Linked DNA regions of Hordeum vulgare: region 1 is linked to region 2. The links are chromatin contacts, called in public Hi-C maps. All regions are on one chromosome and are shown on one strand. Each heading gives the region's core, a stretch centred on a gene start, on an enhancer-like site or on the middle of the called end of the contact. The rest is flanking DNA. Distances are from core to core; before and after follow the strand shown. Region 1 holds the start of LOC123452270 (senescence-specific cysteine protease SAG39-like). Region 2 has its middle 5.9 kb from the start of LOC123452268.

Region 1 (3,689 bases), core at 1-2,500, 150 kb before region 2:
CGTGCCGCGGTACGGGTAGGACGACTCCGTGGTCAGACCGCCGCGGTTGATCATGTACTCGAAGGCGTTGTCCATGAGGCCGCCGGCGCAGCCCTCGTCGTCGCCGTACACGTCGCAGTCCACCAGCTGCTGCTCCGACAGCGACACCAGCCGCCCCGTGCGGATCTTCGTCAGCCCCTCCACCGCCGCCACCGCCGAGAACGCCCAGCAGCAACCTGCATATGGATGTCACCCCACACTTATTTGATTAGACGATGAAACAGAGCCAATTAAGTTTAGGACATGTCGGAAATGAACAATTAAGAATGTACTCTACTCCAATCATTGAAGTAAAGTTAACGTTGACCCTCTTGCTGTCTGGGCTGACCGAAAAGTGCACGCATGACTTGTTTGTAGACTCTGGTCATCCCGGTAGAATCTCACGTCATTTTTTTACTTTCCCGTTTGACCGTACGCGCGTGTTGTCACTTGCAAATTCTCTTACAACATTTTTATTTAGAAATCTAAAAAAGTTCGATTCAGGTGGTAATTGTTCAGGTGCTTGCAATGTTCTGTAGCTTAATTAATATATGGATGCATCTGCAGTAGCGTGCGTGACAGTGTTGTCGTGTGTTTTTTTTGCTCAATGACAGTGTTGTCGTGTTTTATTTCTTTGGCTCAATGACAGTGTTGTCGTGTTGATCGTACGTACCGCAAGAGCCTTGGTCCTTGACGCCGGTGACGGCGCCCATGGCCCTCCAATCCATGCTCCCGGCCGCGTCGGCCAGGCTGAAGTTCTCGTACCTGAACCTCCCAGCGCCGCTCCCGGCGCCAGCCGCGGCCGCCGGCGGGCGCCGGAGGCCGGTCCTCGCGGCGCGGAACTCCTCGTCGGTGAGGTCGGCGAACCTGTTGGTAGCCAGCCGGTGGGTGCTGTCCTCCGCGGAGTTAAACGAGTCGATGAGCTTGGCGTTGGCGCGGAATACCTCCAGCCGCCGCGCCTTCTCCTCCTCGTTCGCGTACGTGCGCCCGTGCTCCGCCATCCACTTCTCGTGCCTCGACACCATGGCAGCCTCGACGGTGATGGCTTCGTCGCCGGCGAGCTGCCGCGCCGCCAGCGCACGGGGAGCGGCCACGGCGCTGCTCATGGCGAGGAGTGCGAGGATTAACGTGGACAGAGACATGGTTAGGCTGTGGGAGTGTACGGCGCCTAGAGCTAGAGCTCAGAGTGTGTGGCAAGGCTACGTGTTGCTTAAGCTACTTCTCGCTTGCCCAAATGCTGCAAGGATGGCATGGGTTTATATAGAAGGAAAGCTAGGCAGGGATTTTCAGGTGCATATTAAGGAAATGTACACGACCACACTAGCACCACATTCACGACGTCACTCACTCGCTCACACCCATACACGTCCTTTCACACTCTGTGCATGCACGCTACTGCCTTCCGTTGCAAGTTGCGCGTATGACGTATTTTGATTGTGAATTTTGACCCTATGAGCAAGTGATGATTACGAAATAGCAAAAAGAAGAAGATGTTTTTAAAGAAGAATCCAGACAATTTTGGGTAACCCAACATGTAAATTATTGTGTTAGTTATCGAGATCAAATCCTCACGTCGTGCATGTTGCAGTGGAAGGAGTACGCGCTAATGAGGACTCTGGTCCTTAGCAAGTCACTAGCATCATATTCAGGCACACACGCATGCGCAACTCTTTGCATATGCATGCAAAAAGTATGTTTGATTTGCGGCCACACGAGTAAACTTTGCGGACTATGTTGCCAACAAGTTTTGCAAGTGTTTGTGACCACATATTTTGTTTGGCTTGGCACTTTTTGTTTCAATTGAACAATTTTGTCACAAACATGTATATTACTGATTCATTTTCCCGAATTTGAAGCGCATAGCCCTCAGTGACTAGTATTTTTAAGCACGGTTCATAGACATGCGCACACCTTATCTCTGTAAACACCTTCAAAAGACTGTGTAGGCCCCGAATCTTTTTTCACTGAACACGCATCACTGAAAGACTTGAAATAAATCCAGAAAATACGACCACCAATACCAAGTCTAGGAATTAAAACCTATTGGGTTGGTTTCACCATAAAAAGTCCTAATTGTCCAAGCTATGATGAGTTCTTCCCAATCTACTAGTTAAGGAGAAGACAATAGCCTAGCCAATTAACGTGAATCATGCAATTGCAAGACTACACGTCTCCAACGACCTTCATGGAACACGAGAGCACACATGACACCACGATTTACCTGGCTACTGTAACGCCCGAGCCAAACCCACTAGTGCACCTACAAGTTTCTAGTCGTTGTACATGCCGACATGTGGTCTATACTAGCCTCACATACCAACATTGCTCACCTTGTTGACATAAGTAGTATATCATTTCTATTAAGGTGGAATGTCACATGCACCCTAACTCAAAGGAACATGCTGTTGGAAATATGCCCTAGAGGCAATAATAAATTAGTTATTATTATATTTCTTAGTTCATGATAATCGTTTATTATCCATGCTATAATTGTATTGATTGGAAACACAATACTTGTGTGGATACATAGACAAAACACTGTCCCTAGTAAGCCTCTAGTTGACTAGCTCGTTGATCAAAGATGGTCAAGGTTTCCTGGCCATAGGCAAGTGTTGTCACTTGATAACGGGATCACATCATTAGGAGAATCATGTGATGGACTAGACCCAGACTAATAGACGTAGCATATTGATCGTGTCATTTTGTTGCTACTGTTTTCTGCGTGTCAAGTATTTGTTCCTATGACCATGAGATCATATAACTCACAGACACCGGAGGAATGCTTTGTGTGTATCAAACGTCGCAACGTAACTAGGTGACTATAAAGATGCTCTACAGGTATCTCCGAAGGTGTTCGTTGAGTTAGTATGGATCAAGACTGGGATTTGTCACTCCGTGTGACGGAGAGGTATCTCGGGGCCCACTCGGTTATACAACATCACACACAAGCCTTGCAAGCAATGTGACTTAGCGTAAGTTGCGGGATCTTGTATTACGGAACGAGTAAAGAGACTTGCCGGTAAACGAGATTGAAATAGGTATGCGGATACTAACGATCGAATCTCGGGCAAGTAACATACCGAAGGACAAAGGGAATGACATACGGGATTATATGAATCCTTGGCACTGAGGTTCAAACGATAAGATCTTCGTAGAATGTGTAGGATCCAATATGGGCATCCAGGTCCCGCTATTGGATATTGACCGAGGAGTCTCTCGGGTCATGTCTACATAGTTCTCGAACCCGCAGGGTCTGCACACTTAAGGTTCGACGTTGTTTTATGCGTATTTGAGTTATATGGTTGGTTACCGAATGTTGTTCGGAGTCCCGGATGAGATCCAGGACGTCACGAGGAGCTCCGGAATGGTCCGGAGGTAAAGATTGATATATAGGAAGTCCTGTTTTGGTCACCGGAAAAGTTTCGGGCTCATCGGTAGTGTACCAGGAGTGCCGGGAGGGGTGCCGGGGACCATCGGGAGGGGTGTCACGCCCCAAGGGGTCTCATGGGCTATGGGAAGAGATAAACCAGCCCCTAGTGGGCTGGAATAAGTTCCCACTAAGGCCCATAAGGTTTGAGAAGGAAAAAACACAAGGTGGAAAGAGTTTCCAAGTGGGAAGGTGGAATCCTACTCCAAGTAGGATTGGAGTAGGACTCCTCCACCTCCAATTT
Region 2 (3,444 bases), core at 311-2,810:
CTATCCACATGGTAACAAAATCTTTGCACACGCCATACAAACCAAATAAGTCTCTGGGACATTTCAAGATTTAGTGGGTTAAGGTTATACATTATCAACTCTTCATCTCACCTCTATTCAATCTCCAAGACTCATTTGACTACCTTTGTCTGAATGTACTATTTGATATACCTATAGTCCGGTGAAGAACGGTTAAGGTTAGACACCCACCTATGCAAATAACCACACTTATACACAACACAACATAATAGAAATGCCTTGAATTGGCAGTTTTGCCCAAATGAGTTTCACTAAATATTGTTACTAACACTAGGTTCTAATAGATTACACTAGAGGTGGAGCATATAAGTCACATTCCTTAGATTTAATAGAGACCACTCGTTTTTAAATACCGTGATCAATAGTCTAGCTCACAGGCCCTCCTGCTCGAGAAAATAGTCATCGGAAGCAAGTGCACCACTGCAAAAAATTATATTTGGCACTTAAGGGTTATGGCACCAAATAAAGGCTTACACATATGCAACTCACAAATCAAATTTAAAACGGGGCAGCCCATAAAGACTGCATGTGGGTATTCTGATTTCAGGGACACCTTTTAGATGGTTCCTTTGGTTTTATGTTTTTCTTTTAGTGTTTATTGATGGTCTTTAACTTACATGGTTTCGACGTTTTTTATTTTCCCTTTTCATTTTAAAAAACATCATTTTTAAAGATTAAGACGTTTTTTATTTTCCCTTTTCATTTTAAAAAACATCATTTTTAAAGATTAAATATTTTTAAAATTTACAAACAATTGTTTCAGATTAATAAATGTTTTAAACCAATAATACTTTTGCAATTTTGTGAATTTTTTTCATATGCACAGACATTTAAAAAATTCACAAACATTATTTTCAAATTCACAGACATTTTTTAATTTGTGGACTTCTTATTAAATCCACAAAATATTGTGATTTTACCAAACAAAACTATAATTAAGAAAGAGATTTGGTATCCTTTTTTTCGAAGACAACAGTCACAACACATGAGGAACAACAAAAGCCTAGCAAAAAAAGTTAAACACGGAATCGGGTGAGGCAGCTAGACCACGCGGACGAGGCGTGACTTTTTATTAGTTCGACCCATGCGAGAAAATCCTATGCGGGAGAGCGACATTTGGCTCTCACTAGGGATTGGAGCGCCACCGCTGTAATGCCGCTTGAAAGTCATGTGCATGTTGTCATTTAAAAAAAACATGTGATCCTTCCTTCTATCTAAAAAAGCATCTCAGAAAAATAAAATCCTCACCTCCATCTAAAAAAACAAAAAAAAAATCATAGGCAAGCGCCAATTTGCATAACCCTTCATTTAAAAAATACGTGTCATCATCTAAAAAATATTTAAAAAATATTTACCTTTATCTAAAAAGTATCTTATAAGCTTTTTCACTGCGACCAACCAGCTTGCGTCACGTTACATAGCTGATTGGTTGCCAATCTTGCAGTGCTTAATGTATTTAATGGGACGGAACCATAGTGCAAATCCTATTCGGCGCTTAACGCGTCGAATACATGCAAATGCGCTCCCCTTCACTTGTTTTTGCAGTTGGACCGACCCATCTAAGCGTTTTGCGTTCCAGAAGCCCCTGTACCAATTTAGGAAAGTTTCTGGTCCATTTTTTCCTTTTTTCTTTTCTATAGGATTTCCACTTGGTTTTGCTAGTTCTATTTTTCTTTTTTTTCTTTATGCTTTTGGTTTTCATTTTTTTCATGAACATTTTTCAGGTCCACGAACTTTTTAAATATCTGTGTATTTTCAAATTCATGAACATCTTTCAAGTCCGTGATCATTTTTCTAAATCCGCATACTTTTGTGAAATCCATGATCTTTGTTTCAAAATGATGATTTTTCGAATTTGCATGTTTTAAAACTTCAGGAACATCCGTTTCAAATACACCTTTTTTCTTTCAAATCCATGATTTTTTTAAAAAATCCTTGAATATTTTTGCAAACTGACAAAAAAAATCAAATCCATATTCTTTGTTTGATTCCACTACATTTTCTTTCCAATTCCTTAATTTTAAGCCATTTTTTCAAACTCGTGAACTTTATGCAAATTGCTTGATTTTTTGGAATTCGTTTGAAAAAATTAAATTGGTGTGCACAATTTTTTTATTTTAACTACGTAAAAACAGGTTGTCATGTTAGTATAGTAGGAAATAGCGAACGAAAAAAACCCAGCAAACTCATGAGCGAGCGAGAGCGCGTGAGAGGGAGTAGATACTATTTGGCCATGGCCCACGAACGAATCTAGCAACTGTCAGCAAGGTTTTTGGTGAAATCACTAGTTAAAGGTTATTCAATGCAAATGTCACTCCCACTTTGTCTCATGGTTGTTGGTACAGGTCTCGACCTCAACGACGATGTTGTCAAATACTTTCCGGCAATACGCAGCGACGTAGCTCGATTACTTTCCGAGCCGCCGGATGGACGGAAGATGCCCACACCCACGTACAACTAACCTAAGCTAGCAAGCAGGCTGCTCGATGCTTTTTGTATCTTGCTATCTTGCACGCTTGCCAGGTCAAGTCGCCGGCATCGCTCAAACTCTCTCGCCGAAGCACACGCGATACTAAGCACAGGAGACGACGAGTTGGCCACAGGACCGTATCGATCATGATGTTTGTATTGCTTTGATTTCAATCTAGTTCAATTACAAGGGGTACATAGAATTATATAGTAGCTAACCTAGCCAACTACAAGTCCTACTCGGTGATGGTTACGAGTCCAAGCCAAACACGTCGTCGTGGTTAATTCCAACAATCACCCTCCTAAACACGATGTCCTCACTTTACAGCTTAGACGCCGATCCTTCGCGCATCTTCAGGAACTTCTGTCTGCCCAAAGATCTGGTAGGATATCTGCAAGCTGGTCGTTGGTGCAAACATAGTTGACGTCAATCTTGCTTTCTTCCACGCACTTCCGTAGGTACCGATACCTTGTATCGATGTCTTTGCGTCTATCATGACACACTTGATTCTTCCACAGAGAGATTGTAGACTTGTCGTCAATGTTGAGCACCACTCGTTCCCATTCCTTACATGTGAGGTCACCGAGTATTATTCCTATGCACACACCTTGACACACCGCGGTTGCAGCTGCAATATCCTCTTCTTCACGTGAGGATAATGCGACCATTTTCTACTTTTGTGATAGCCAACTCGCTATATTTTCTTCCAAGAAATATATCACGCCCAAGGTACCTTTAAGGTCGTCCACATCTCCTGACATGTCGCTATCACTATAGCCCAGTAGCTCCACCATCTTCTTCTTCTTCTCTCTCAAATAGACACAACAGAAGTTTGTTGTCCCATTGATGTACCTGAGTATATTTTCCACAACTGCCCATTGTTTTGTCGTGGGTGCTTCCATGAAGCGACTCAATATGCCAACGGAATGGGCCAA

The links. A called contact is a pair of places that touch in the nucleus more often than the background predicts.
Region 1: a Hi-C map of leaf shows a contact between it and region 2, with 2.9 times the contacts expected there. The contact joins the promoter of LOC123452270 here to the enhancer-like site in region 2. A contact is called at or near these places in 2 of 6 Hi-C or Micro-C datasets (leaf and seedling).

The regions. Positions count from the first base shown.
Region 1 is chr5H:528,054,695-528,058,383 of MorexV3_pseudomolecules_assembly, reverse strand. LOC123452270 (senescence-specific cysteine protease SAG39-like) reads right to left here and starts at 1,250. Exons shown (of 2, transcript XM_045128902.1): 1 at 692-1,250; 2 at 1-215. The coding sequence starts at 1,160.
Region 2 is chr5H:527,904,572-527,908,015 of MorexV3_pseudomolecules_assembly, reverse strand. No RefSeq gene overlaps it. Among protein-coding and RNA genes, the nearest start is that of LOC123452268, 5.9 kb to the right of the region's middle. Within about 2 kb of position 1,560, at least 2 of the 3 cell types and tissues checked have open chromatin away from gene starts, as enhancers often do. A contact at or near this core is called in leaf, where this site is marked.